2 separate regions of the Sus scrofa genome follow, and region 2 is linked to region 1. The links are chromatin contacts, called in public Hi-C maps. All regions are on one chromosome and are shown on one strand. Each heading gives the region's core, a stretch centred on a gene start, on an enhancer-like site or on the middle of the called end of the contact. The rest is flanking DNA. Distances are from core to core; before and after follow the strand shown.

What was found. A called contact is a pair of places that touch in the nucleus more often than the background predicts.
Region 2: a Hi-C map of liver shows a contact between it and region 1, with 6 times the contacts expected there. The contact joins two enhancer-like sites. A contact is called at or near these places in 1 of 47 Hi-C or Micro-C datasets (liver) and 1 of 2 datasets of contacts at active chromatin or transcription factors (alveolar macrophages).

Annotation. Positions count from the first base shown.
Region 1 is chr10:56,396,705-56,403,364 of Sscrofa11.1, reverse strand. All of the region lies in intron 3 of NRP1 (neuropilin-1), which reads left to right. Among named protein-coding and RNA genes, the nearest start is that of NRP1, 31 kb to the left of the region's middle. Within about 2 kb of position 3,499, at least 36 of the 83 cell types and tissues checked have an H3K27ac peak or open chromatin away from gene starts, as enhancers often do. A contact at or near this core is called in alveolar macrophages and liver, where this site is marked.
Region 2 is chr10:56,712,261-56,718,920 of Sscrofa11.1, reverse strand. No RefSeq gene overlaps it. Among named protein-coding and RNA genes, the nearest start is that of NRP1, 280 kb to the right of the region's middle. Within about 2 kb of position 3,895, at least 39 of the 83 cell types and tissues checked have an H3K27ac peak or open chromatin away from gene starts, as enhancers often do. A contact at or near this core is called in alveolar macrophages and liver, where this site is marked.

The DNA of each region.
Region 1 (6,660 bases), core at 2,250-4,749:
CATTAAAAGACCTCAAATTGTGTTCTTAGAATAAGTTTCTAGTCATAATGCCCATCTTGGTAAACGTGAGGAAAGTTATAAACACACATACACTGCTTGGCAGCTAGCCAAGAAGATAACCCCAAATTTACATTCTGATCCTTCCATTTGAGAGATGAAGAAACTGGCGTTTTCACAGTGGGTGACTTGCCCGGTGAGGAGGACGGTGGTGCCAACTCTGTTCTCCTGTCACCCGGGACGGTGCTCCCCTCACCTGTTCTCACTTCCTCATGAGAGCTTGCGTGGTTTTTCCTCTTGGTGGTTTGTTTCAGGTTGTGCATATTCATGATCTGGTGCTTTGAGGTACAGCAGTGAGGGCTCCAGGGGGGTTAGAACTTACTCTGTGTCACCTTGAAGGGGAGAACAGGGACCAAGGGGTAGAAATTTTCATCCTGATACAACATAACAAATCTAACGCATAAAATAGGATTTCCCAGGGACGTCCATGGCCCATCTTGAGCTACTGTAATTGGAGAGTTGCGGACATATTTTAAAAAATGGTTTTAGTACATGGCATATGTTTGTACAAATGCAGTAATGGTTGTTTTTCACCTAAGTATGTGACAGCAACTCTTAGAACAGTTACTAGAAAGTTGACCCCAACTATTGACTCCCTCTCCTGTCCCCGTGTGCTGTATTTTGGGCCACTGTAATGTCATGTGGTGCTCAACTGTGGCCTGGCGGACACACCATTATGGTGCCTGTGGTTCTGTAGCAGATCACGCTTCAGTTACAAAGAACTGATTCGACTGTTTACATTAAAGTCAGTCTGGTTGTATGGATGCTTCCGCCTTTTGGGGTTACATTGCTTACACTCGAGGCATATGGTTTTCTACTCACTTTCTACGCTGATGAGGGACCATCTTGTAGAGCGGTCAGCTTCCCTCCTCCAGCAGCTTTCAAGCAGTGGCCCGATGCCATCTGTGGGCGGTGCTGTGCATTTCTGAAAAGATTCAGGCCTAGACCGAATAGGTCCCCAAATAAAAGGAGATGAGCAGATTGAATGCCAACCATATGGCTGTTGGTTTAGATGGAGTTGTTTCATTCCATTCCCCAGAGCAATGAAAGACACAGCTTATCTTGAAACTAAGTTTGCATTGGATAACGGCACTTGGGATGGCTGGTAGGGAACAGTCATGGTAGAGTAGGTGCTGAAGAGTAAAGGGACCAGTGAGGCAAAATTGGAGGCTTGCGGGGGGGGGGAATAAATTAGGAGTTTGGGATTAGCATATATACACCGCTGGAATAGAATAGGTAAACAACAAGGATCTACTGTACAGCATAGAGAACTCGACTCAATATCTTGTAATAACCTATAATGGAAAAGAATCTGAAAAAGAACCTGTGTGTGTGTGTGTATGTGTAACTGAAATACGTTGCTGTGCACCTGAAACTAACATGACATTGTAAATTCACTGTACTAAAATTTTTAAAAATTTTAAATAATAATAATTGGAGCAGGACATAAGTGGCTGACCGAGAACATCAGAGGAGAAGAAAATGTTACCAAGGTCTCTTATGTGGTGTTTGTTTTCTTTTCCACTCTCTTAGCTTTCTGTCTCTCTCTCTCTTTTTTTTTTTTTTTTTTTTGGTAGTGATGATACAGTATTTCTGGGGGTAGGAATTCTATTCAAATAAAGAAAAGCAAATCAGTGAAAGAAAAAGGAATGGAGGCCAAAAATGGAAAGTATTTAATGAAAATGTCTCGGTCTATTCCTAAACTAATGATTATAATATGTTTCAGTTATTTTCTCTTCGACCTTGGTTTATGTGTTAACCAAATTTCATTTAGTTATTTCCCAAGAACGGCTGAATATCACACAGGAAATGTTTGTTCCGTCATGTGATTTGGTTAAATCCCCCATTTATATCTTGATGGAAAAACAGATTCTCAAAATTTGGGGAAAAAAAATTTCATTTCTTCTTTTTCATCCCCAGGCCAGTATTTCTTCCCCAGGCCAGTATTTAGTTTAAAAAAAAACAAAAACAAAAACAAAACTGGGGGGAGGCACGTATATCATATGCCGGTATCACTAGTGAGGATCAGACACAGAATGATCAAGAATGCCTTGTTTGTTGTCCTTGGATGGGGTTACAGCGAATGGGGGAGGCAGGACTTATAAACAGATGATTTACTGTTTACGATGGTGAAGGCTATGGCCAACGGTTGAGGGCGGTGTTTTCTAAGTCGTTGCTCACTTCTGTTCTGTGTGGGCAGACTTTCATTTTCCTCTCATCACCTCCATCACATTTCACATTGACTTCTTCTTTATTAACCACCAGCCTCTGACTTAGAAGATCTGAAACTGAAACCCGACTTACATGTAGTGAAACCCTTTCACCTTGCCAAAGTTTGGCCTCATCCCTTCTCTACAGTATAATGATCACTGTCAGTTGGAAAGAAATAAGGTAGAGTTTAAACGTGGAGTTGAGCGTGGAAGGGAGAGGCCAACAATGGTCTCATCCTCCTCTGGGATTTGCAAGTTTGGAATCTTTCAGAAAATGGAGATTATCCAAATAAGGAGAAAGCAAATGAAACCAGGCAGTCTGGCAGTGCCCGCCGAGAGTCACAGAGAAGGGTGGATAAGAACTCAAAGCCCTCCTTTCCCTTGTCAGGTAATTAAAAAGAAGGAGCTTTCTAGATAAGACCAGTGCTGGAAAGCAGGTCTTTTAAAAATGTTTGTTTATTTGTTTGTTTTGGCACAGACTTTGATCTGTTGGCCCAACTTAGAAAAAAGATGCAGGATGGCTTGATTGGGCTTCCGTGGCATTTCACCCATAGACACTGAGGTTCACTGATGGTGTGATTAACTAGAAAGGAATGCAAAATATGCTGACTGCTGAGGGGCAGATTTTGCCCGAATTTGATAGATGCTGCTGAAATGATAGAGAGAAACTGAGCCGCCTTGGAGAAAGATCTCGTCAGCTTTGCTAACGGGAACTGTGGCTCTAAAGCAAGAAAGTTGACTCTAAGACAGGCATAACCAGAACTTTTACACATATCTCCAGCTAATGTCATTGGCTATGCTCCCTTTTCTCAAAAACAGTTTTAAAGTGGCCTCCAGCCACTTACTAACCATGGGGATAAAAGCAGCCTTTTTGTGTGGAGTGATGATTTCCAAATTTGGGGAGCTCCCCTGTCCCCCTTCCTTGCACTGAAGTCTGATCAGCTTGCCCTCCCTGGCTGTCAAGTAGCCGGGGCCATTGCGCAGAGGAGATATTTATGTTTCTCCAGCCCCTCCCTCCTCCTGAACAGACGGAGCAGCTGCAAATGTTTCTTCCTGCATTTTCTGTGTGGCCCTCGGACTTCTGGCAGGATGCCCGGCCCCTCTGCCATGGATGGCTAGCGATGTGCCCTCCATGAGGGCATCTGATCTCAAAGTGCTAATGGCTGAAAATTGGGGGGAAGTCCTTATCCCAGAGCCATCTTTTGATCAAGGAGGGGCCCTCCGCCTGAGAGGAAATCTTTCCTGTTTACAGACTGCTGGGGCTTTGAAAAGCCCTGGCAGGCCCTGGGCCAGGCTCCTTAGCTTTTACGCAAAGGGGCCAAACAGGATGAGACCAGGATGGAAACTGTATATCATAGGAACCCAGAGGGGCAGGAAGTCACAACATAAGAAGGAATTCTTGATTAAAAGTATAATTGGAAAGGTTTGTGCTGGGAGGAGGGGAGAGAATGGCACTAAAATATGTCTACCTTGTGTACATGTTTGTAGGGAAAAAAAACCCATTAGCCCACCTTTTCTTCAGTTCTGTTTCTCTTGTCATAATTATTCTCCACTTTGGAGAAATTGGAAGTATTTTTTCTACGTGAAGATTCTGTGCTAAGTGTGTTCGGGAGAAAAGACCACCAAACTTCATTCATCCTTCTCATTATTATTTTCTATGGAAGAAACTGAATCCTTTGTAGAATAAAGTATTCTGGAATTTATATTTAGGAGACCGAAGACAAGCGTGGGTAGAGGTCACAGTCGCTATTCACAATGCTTTTTTTCTACATGCTGTTCTCTAAGCGCGACATAGATGTGAACCTTTAAAAAATGACTAAAATTTTTTAAAGGAGTTTCCAGTGTGGCTCAGTGGGTTAAGAACCGGACATAGTGTTCATAATGATGTGGTTTGATCTCTGGCCTTGCTCAGTGGTTAAAGATCCGGCACTGGTGTGGCTGTGGCATAGGTCTGCAGCTGCAGCCTGATTAGAGCCCTAGCCGGGGAACTTCCATCTTCAGCTGTAAAAAGAAAATTGAAAAAAAAAAAAAAAAAAAAAGCGAGAAGAAAAGAAAATGGCTCAAAAATCTGACACTACTATGAAAGGTTCAGTTTTTCCTGCTGCAAAAACTGGGCGGTGGTGGTGGCTGGTGAAATCCCACTTGTGATGTGGGAGTCCCCGCCAAATGCTGCGCTCCTTTTCCAATCCCACTGCTGGCACCACTCAGCCCCCAAGCGACCCCTGGATCACACTAGACGGCTCTATATCCACACCCAGGGAGAGCGACTCACGATCCACAACTGCAGACACAAGTCAGTCGTAACAGGTTTTATCACTGTCCTCGTGTGCCAACCAGAGTCTAAATTGTCCTTACCAGATGCTCCCTGTTGCAGAAAATGTGTTCGTGCAGAATTCTGCATCAGCCACCTTGCTTCGTGCCCAGCAGGTGATATTTATGGGCTGTTTACAAGTTGCTCGCATATGGCATCCTAAGGAAGTTTGTAACTTTTATATGCCGTCATCCAGTTTATTTATTTTATGAAACCTGCTCCTCCAAAGGTCAGCCCTCTTCTGCCTAACTGCTAACTTCAGGCTGAAGGAAAGATCCTGAACGTAGTCTTAGGACAGGGGAGCTCAACAGGTTTTCCAGCCTACCTAGGTAGGGCTGCCGCGCATGCGTCCCTGACATGCGGACCCCAAGGGCGGAGCCCAAGTGGGAAGCAGGCAATGGCTCTTCCTAGTCCAGCCCTACTAGTCCTGCTTTTTTGCATGGAAATGTCGCCTGCCTTGGACTTGGCTCAGCTCACGTGGCGGAGGGACACGGCAGCAACCCTGAGGGAAGGCAGGTAGTCAGTATGGGACTCCAGGAGGCCCGGTGGCAGGTACCGCGCTTCTGAAATCCTCGCCGGCCACCGTCCAACGTGGGGCGTCAGGACGCATGCGCAGCTGAGGCAGTGCCCAAGCGGTCCCTGAGGGGAGTTCTTCCCGACACAGATGCTGTTCTGGAAGTTTCCAGGCCCGTCTCTCCAATCCGCCAGCCAGGTAGACTTGAAAAATGTGTAGAGATTTTATCAGTCAGGTCATTGAAAACAGGAGGAAGGCTTCTCTTGTCCTTTTCAAAGCTAAGCTCAAGGAGTGCCAGTGTTGCGTCTTTGGAAACGTTTCATAGCTCAGGGGGGAAGGGAAGTCGGGCCAAGTCTCATGGCCTCGGAGGGAGAGAAGGGCGCAGGCGCCTGGAGGGCTCTGGCCAGAGCAGGTGTCGGTAGGGTCAGCGTGTTTCCTCCCGACTGGGTAGGAGAGGGTCGCAAGCTCAGAGCGTGAACTTCTTCAAGTGATTTTTCCAGGTCACAGAGTTCATCTTTTCCCTTTTCAGGGATTTTCTGTACGTAAATAGAGCATTTAGCAACCAGGTCTTGGCGTAGGGAAACGGGCAGGAGCTACAGCCGCTCTCAAGGCCCCCCGGGACCCCTTTGTGAGTCTCAACCAAGCATATCCCTCTGAAGCAAAGGGCCTGTGGCCATTTTTTTTTAAATGTGGAACAAGTTTCTGTCTCAAATATCCTGAACTAAGCTTCCAGGGATGGCGCTCAGGCAAGGACCAGAGGCAGTTTTCTGAGCAGGACAGACTGAGGCTCCCATCTCAGCACCCATGCCTCTGACCCAAAGGCTGGTGTGCTGGGCGAGGCTGCAGGCCTGGTGGACCCCTGCGAGGAGAGCAAGTGGATGGGAAGGAAGGGCGGATCTGAGGGGGGAAGGGCAGGGTTGGTTTATGCTGTGGAAGGAGTGTGGCCGGCTTCCACAGCCCTCACCCAGGGTCAGCCACTTATTTTGTGTCCTTGGGCTTACTCAGTGGAACCTCATTAAGTCTCCTTGCTCTCAGCTAGAACGTGGACCTACAAATGGTACCTTGTGGGGTTATTGGCTGTAAAATGAGATTATGCAGGAAGAGTACCTAGTTAAGTTCCTGGCACAAGTCCGTGTGGATGAAGAGTAGGTAGTAGAAGTTGGAGTAGTATTTTGATTCGTGGGAAGAATATGGAATTTACATTCTGGCAATGTGCCAGCCTGGGCCTGTAGTGGTAACAGCTACAATTCATATGGTGTCACCGCATGGCTGGTGGTGGTAGATAGGATCTTTAGCCCTCACAAGCACCCCATGAGACATTAGCGTCCTCATTTTACCAAAGAGGAAGCTAAGTATAAAAAGGCTATAAGATCTGCCTAAGGGCACAGAACTTGAGGTGGCAGCCCAGGGTTTGAAGCTGGATCCTTCTGATGCCAAAACCACCACACAGCCTGTATGATGCCTGGCCAGATGCTCGGCTTGGGGACCTGGTGTTCCCTGACCACAGAGTCCCCATGAGCGTGACTGGTACGCGTGTGGTTATGTCCTGAGCAGTAAGTGAAAAGCAC
Region 2 (6,660 bases), core at 2,646-5,145, 320 kb before region 1:
ATTTATTTGAAAGTCTCCAGCATGCATTGGTGCAGGGCGGGGCGGGTTTTCAAGCTAAATATGCATCACAAGGACCTTCCCAGTCTTAGGGAACATGTTCCCTTAATTCCAGGCCTGTTGGGTTTGGTTACTCAGCTCCTGGAGGAGGAAAGGGATGTTCTCACACCAACATGGAGTAGAATCGCCATTGTCACCAGTCCCCATTCGGAGCATTTATAGATATAAACACCTTAAAATTTTTAAAAGACATTTACTGAAGTATAGTTGATTTACGATTATTGTGTTCATGTCTACTGTATAGCAACATGATTCAGTTTTATATGTATATAAAACTGAATATATAGATGCACGTGTGTAACTCATGGACACAGAGAATAGACTTGTGGTTGCCAAGAAAGAGGGAGGAGGGTAGGGGATGGCCTGGGAATTTGGGGTTAATAGATGCAAACTATCACACGTAGAATGGATAGACAGTAGGGTCCTACTGTATCGCATAGGGAACTATGTCCAATTTCCTGGGATAGAACATGATGGAAAATAATATTTTTTAAAAAAGAACATATATATATATATATATATATATATGATTGAATCACTTTGCTGTACAGCAGAAATTGCCACCACATTGTAAATCAACTATACATTAATAACTAAAAATAAAATGACATCGAAATGGAGAATATTTGCTTTTGACATTCTCCAGTGACAAACATGGAACTTCAAATTTATAAAAATTGCTCAATGTAGAATTTGAATAAAAAGTCAAAGACTATATGACAAGTCTTCAGTGAGCCCAGTCCTCCCTATTTGCCTGAATGTCAATATTCTAGCATTGCCTTAAGTTCCTTTTTTCCCTCAGATAGCACGTTTAGGAAATGATTCTTCTTTTTTGTCAGTGAACTCACATCAAGAAAACGTGATTTGATAGGTTATTTTTTCCATCAAATACCCAGCTCTCTCCCCATGGTTTCAAAGAGCCTGTCACAGTTCCCCAAATGTTAATGCTAAACCAGCCATGAACAGAGGCGCATGCCCAGGGCTACAGAAGCTAAAGTGATGAGAACCAAGATAAGACTGGGAAGGAAACATGCATACATATATAACACATCAGCACATACACACATATGGGTATTTACACCGACACACATGTATGTGCAAATATAATACCTATATTTGAAAAAAATCTTTTTATGCCCGTGATTTTTTGGGGTGAGTTTTAATGGAACTATAAGTGGGAAGCAAGTTGATGCAATCTCTGCATTAAGCAAATGAATGTCTTAAATGTTTAAAAACCCCTGATGGAAGTCTTGGTTCCTTAAATTTTAAGGAGAAGCTGTCTTCTTTTAGAAGCCACTGGACTGGAAGTGAGGAAGCTGGGTCCCTGACCAGGTTCTGTGAAACATCTTAACTCAATGGTTTGGTAGAACTGGTCTTGTTTCCTTACACAGGAAATGAACGTTGGGGTCTTTAATGAACTTTCTAGCTCTAAAAAAATTTGAGTCTGCCGTTTATAAAAACACACTGGATGTGAGTCTCCTGCTGCTGCTGCTGGACCTGCACCTGAACTGGTTCTTTCTGGGGTGTCGGAGGGGCCGTGCACACTCATGAGATGTGCCCTGCCCGCCTACCCCCACGCCCTGCACAGCTGCCGTGGGAGGGCACGGGGCTGTGAGCGGGGATTCTGGGTGGTGATGATGCCATCAGGGTCTGAGCCGGGGGGATCTAGAATCCATGACTCCCACGCCATTGAAGTATTTCTGCCGTGAGGTCATTCACTCACCACTTAAAACGTTAACATTCCATACGGCGACATGGAAAATTGCAAACACTAAAACCCAAAACAAAGTGCATCATTCAGGATACCAACAAGGAACAGATGGCTCGCTCAAATTAGGAGATTTCAAAGGTTGGTTCACAAAGGAACTCTTTATGAAAATGTAGGAAAGCACAAAAGGAATATTGCAGTAACCTGGGGTTAATAGCATCAGAGAAGCCACCATGACTAAGGCCCGGGAGCTGAGAGGAGGGAAGGGGTGTCTGGAATTCTTAAGCCACTAATAGAGGAGCCCTTCCGGAGAGGGGCAGGGTTGTTTGCCTGAGCAGCAAAAAGGAAAGGGGCTGAGGGCAGCAAATAACCTGAGCGCCTCTCCTCCCTCTCCGTCTTCCGCCAAGCCTGGAGTCCAAGGGTCCACGGATGGCCTGCATACTCATCAGCCTTCCGGGGCAGGAAAGAGGGTGGAGAAGACAGAGAGTGGATCTGGAGGATCAAAGAGAAGGCATCCGGCATAAAAAGAAAACAAACACGCCCTAGGGACAAAATGGCCTCAGATGCTTTTAGGAGGTAACTGCAATCTTAAATCACTAGCTGTATAAAAACGATCACATATTTGTTTCGCCTTTTGTTGCATGAACTATGGAAGCCATCCCTGAGAACCCAGAGGTGGGGGGATAGGGGTGCAAGGAGCATCAGACATGACACTGACATCTAAAGAATGAGAGTGGAGACAAGTAAAAGCGGAGCAGTTGACGTCCTGGTCAGCAGGACCCGAAAATAGCTTGTGAGCACATAGGTGTCTAGGAAGCATCACGCTGCTCAGCAAGGGGTGCTGGTGGGTTCTGGAGGCAAGAATTTGGGGATGCTTGTTTCAGCCCTGGATGGGAGAGCGTGCTCAGGCCGGAGGAAGAAACCTGTCTGATCCCCGGTTTGCATCTCAGCCTGTGATAGACAAGGACCCACCCGGGGTCCCTTCCTGCACCTGTGAAATCCCATTGTCGGGAGCACAGGATGTGCAGGCAGCTCTCATCCTGATCTGGTGTTATCTGTGCTGTGGATACAGAGGGAGAATGTTCTGAGGCCACGCCTCAGTTGCCAGTTGTGTTTCTCAGGACAGTCGAGGAAACGGGGTACTTCTCCTTCCATGTGTGTTTCTCAGCCCAGCCCATGTGGCTGTGGTCAGCTCGTCCCTGCGGGACGGATCTGCTTCTTGTGCTGCCCATCACATTTCCAGTCTGCCAAGCTGAGGCTCATGTGTGGACCTGGACACTCCTGAGGCCCTGGGGGATCCCAGTGCCCCTGCCCTTGAACCTTGGGGACATCCACCTGCTTCCTGTCAATGTCACTTCCATAAGGGCTCTCCCCTCTGCTCTTCTCGGCAGAGCTCTGAGAACGAGTGTATTGTCCTTTTTCAGCAGAGACTGGGAGGGAAGCAGACAGACGAAGTTTACAATAACCAGTGGCTGCTGACTAAAAATTCTATGTCACCAGTCGCGATGGCTTAAATGTTTTAAGAAATGTGTATACACGAGGCATTTTTCTAAGTGTTTTATAAGCGTTCACGCATTTATTGCTTAAACAACTCTACGAATGAGACTATTACCTTCCCTGTTTAGTGTGTGAGGAAAATGCAGCCAGAAAATTAAGTAGCTGGCCCTAGGTCACGCAGGGACTGAGGTGTTTTTCTACTCCAGGCAATCCGAGTCCAGAGGCCTTCTTTTAACCATTTGGACCCTTCAGGGGCTCAGACTGGCCAGAGGGACTGGAGAGGCCGAGGGAGGGAGAGGGGTTAGGGGGACAAGTCAGTCCAGGCCCAGGCAACGAAGCGGTTTGATGAGCTCAGATGTTCACTGCAGATCCTAATTAGTCCATTCTGTCTCTGAGTTAAAGGCTGCTTTCTTTTTTTTTTTTTTTTTAAGCTGAGATTCTAAGTCCAGCCTTTGTCACCCGTTTGAATGAACACAACAGGGAGGTTCAAAAGGTGAAGTTACTAAAAACAAAACCTTGGTGTTTTTGTTGTGTTTGGTTGGGGATCCCGAATGTCTATTGCCAGTATTTATGGAACCAGGAAGTGCTAATGTAACAGGAATGTGAGGGGCAGCGTAACCTGATACCCAAGAAATCAGGAAGTGCTAGAAACTGCTGGAGAAAAAAAAAAATGGTTGTTGCAACATTTCGCCTTGACTCTTTCCCCGAGTCCAAATAAAACGATGGTTTGTCAGGTTTTTGTCAGCGGCGAAACGGCCTGGGCTGTGGCCGGGCCAGACGGCAGAGGCTTCTCGCTTATGTTGAGGTCACAGCCTGTCCTGCTTTCCGAAGGTCACTGCCCTTCTTTCTGAAGCAATGCCACAAAAGGACCCTGTTTTTTCCCATTTCAGAACTGAGAACTCACTTGTGCATGAGAGGGGCTGTTAAGAGATGGCGGGATGGAATGTGTCTTAGATGACATCTTTGTGTAATGCCATCTCACATCGAACACACTGGTCACGGGCCGCATATGACAACGTCAACTGATTAAAGTTAAAAACAGTAAGAGTTCAGTTCATGGGTTGCACTAGCCCCCGTTGAAATGCTCAGTAACACCTGCGGCTGGCATTGACGAGTGCCTGCTGCATGGGACGGGGCCATGGGCGACATTTCTCTTGTCACAGGAGGCCTGCTGGAAAGCCACACACAGAGCCTGATCTCAACTGGGAAAAAGAGGCAAAGCCTTAAAAGGGGGTCGAGAGGGGCCTCCCTGGGGCCTCTTTCCTGGACTCATGACTGGAAGGTCAAGGCGTCTGTAAACCTCCAGGAGCAAGCTGGCTCAGGTTGAGTCCAGAGGCTGCGCTTCTGGAGCCAGAACAGGTGGTATTCCGCACTCTGTGCCTCTCTCCTCTTAGCCTCTGCAATACGACTGTCGTCAGAGCCTTTTCCAGCTGCGCAGCAGGAGCCAAGGAATGGGCTTTGGGCCTCAGCTGTCTGAGCATCAAGGGTGACAGTGATGGTGGTGTCGTCATAGTAAAAGAGCCCAAATCCCCTTCACGAGTGGAACCAGGAGATTGTGGATTCCATTCCTTTATGGGGAGGTGTGTTCTCTTCATAAGAAGCCATACTGCCAGCATCTCTGAAGCTCTCTGCCTTCACTGAGTCAAATGGTCTCAGGGTCATTCCTGTAGAGCAATGATTCTCTCAATGTTGACCGGACATGAGACTCATCAGGCATCTTTTGAAGCCCCCAGTGCTCGGACTGCCCCCGGGGCTACCTGCATACAGGTCTCTGGGGTGGCTCAGTAATGGGCATCAGTGCCCAGGTGAGTCTAAGGTGCAGCTGAGGCTGAGAAATCAGGCTCACTATGGAGAATCCCTTTTATTCACAGAACAGAGTGACCTTGACACATATTCCACAACCTTTTCTCTTTGACTTGGTTTGACCGGAATAGGAAGGCCTTTCATTCATATTGCAAAGATCTGTCATAATAGTAGTGCAGTGAAGTGAAAAAATCTCGGAATCAGGAGCCAGGACATCTGAGTTTAGTCCAAGCTTTTCATCTGATGCATCAAGATTCATCTGCAGCTGTTGTAGCATGGGGGTGTCAGACTTGAAGGGTCCTAAGCTCCCTCCCATTGCACGCTTTGGGCCAAAGATGGTACCAAGCATTCTGTTCCACAAGGGTGGAGATGACGGACCTTTGATGATACAGCTGTGGACCCAGTAAGCGTTTGGGGACAAGGAAACCTTCTCTCCCTTGATGCTCCCAGATGTCCAGAGCCACGCCTCTTTGGGTGTTGTAGGTACGTACTAGCACTGATGGGTAACCACATACTTCATTCTTCTTCCCCGGGGTATTGACAACCAATGCTGACATGGAATGAGCAGTCTTGTCATAGGGCAATTAGATGCAGGGCTTCTCCAGGACAGCCACCCAGCTGCCTCTCTGCCACCCCTGCCCGCTGCAACAGAAGAGTCTGAGTGGCCCTATGGCCTGCAGGACAAAGCTTGGGAATAGGACCCAGGATGTTGCACATGGGTTGAACTTGGCCACGTGTGCTGAGGCCTCCCATATGCTTACTTCTCTCACTGGCCACCTCAAGGAACTAGGGAAGGCTAAGCCTACCAGTTAAAACCAGTAGAACCCACAGCTGCTTTACGAATGACTCAGAAGACCGAGATCCTCACCTTTATCGGCTGCATGACCTTGGGCACCAAAAAAAAAAAAAAATCTTTGTTCATCACTTACCTTTAAAATAAGACGCTTGGCCACATGCTCCTGAGATCCTTTCCAAATCTAAAACCGTGCGAAAGAACGTTTTCTTTGGAAAGCAGTCCTTGTTATTACTCATTGCCCTGCTCTTTTCAAGGTGCCTGACAGTAGATTTTTGTGATTATTTCCTCTGTCTTTCCCCCTAACTTCTTATGTAGAGAAGTGAGCAGTCCAGGCTTTTTCAGGGTCATTTCTTTCTCTGGTTAGAAGACGAATCCGAATTGTTCCATTCCTGTTTTGGTCAAAGCATTTGCTCTTCAAAAAAAATCTTTAAAATGACAGCTGATGATCCTGCAAGTACTCTGGATGTGTCCTTAAGTGTTTGTAGTTCAAGTTGTCAAGGCCTAGAATGGATTTTAATGATTTCTCTTATTTTGCCTCATTTTCCTTTCTTCTAATCCCAGGTTTCCCTACATATAGACTAAAGTAGAATTTAGTGACTTTTTGGAAATTGCCAGGAATTTCCCCCATCCTTTAATGCGGAGGTTCTCAGAGTGTGGTCTTCTGACCAGTAACATCAGGGTTACCTGGAAACTTATTAGAGATATAGATTCTCAGGCAGTTCTGACTATAGAATATTCAGTCTTGTGTTTTAACCAGACTTAAGGTGATTCTTGAGAATTTGAGAACAACGGCTCTAAT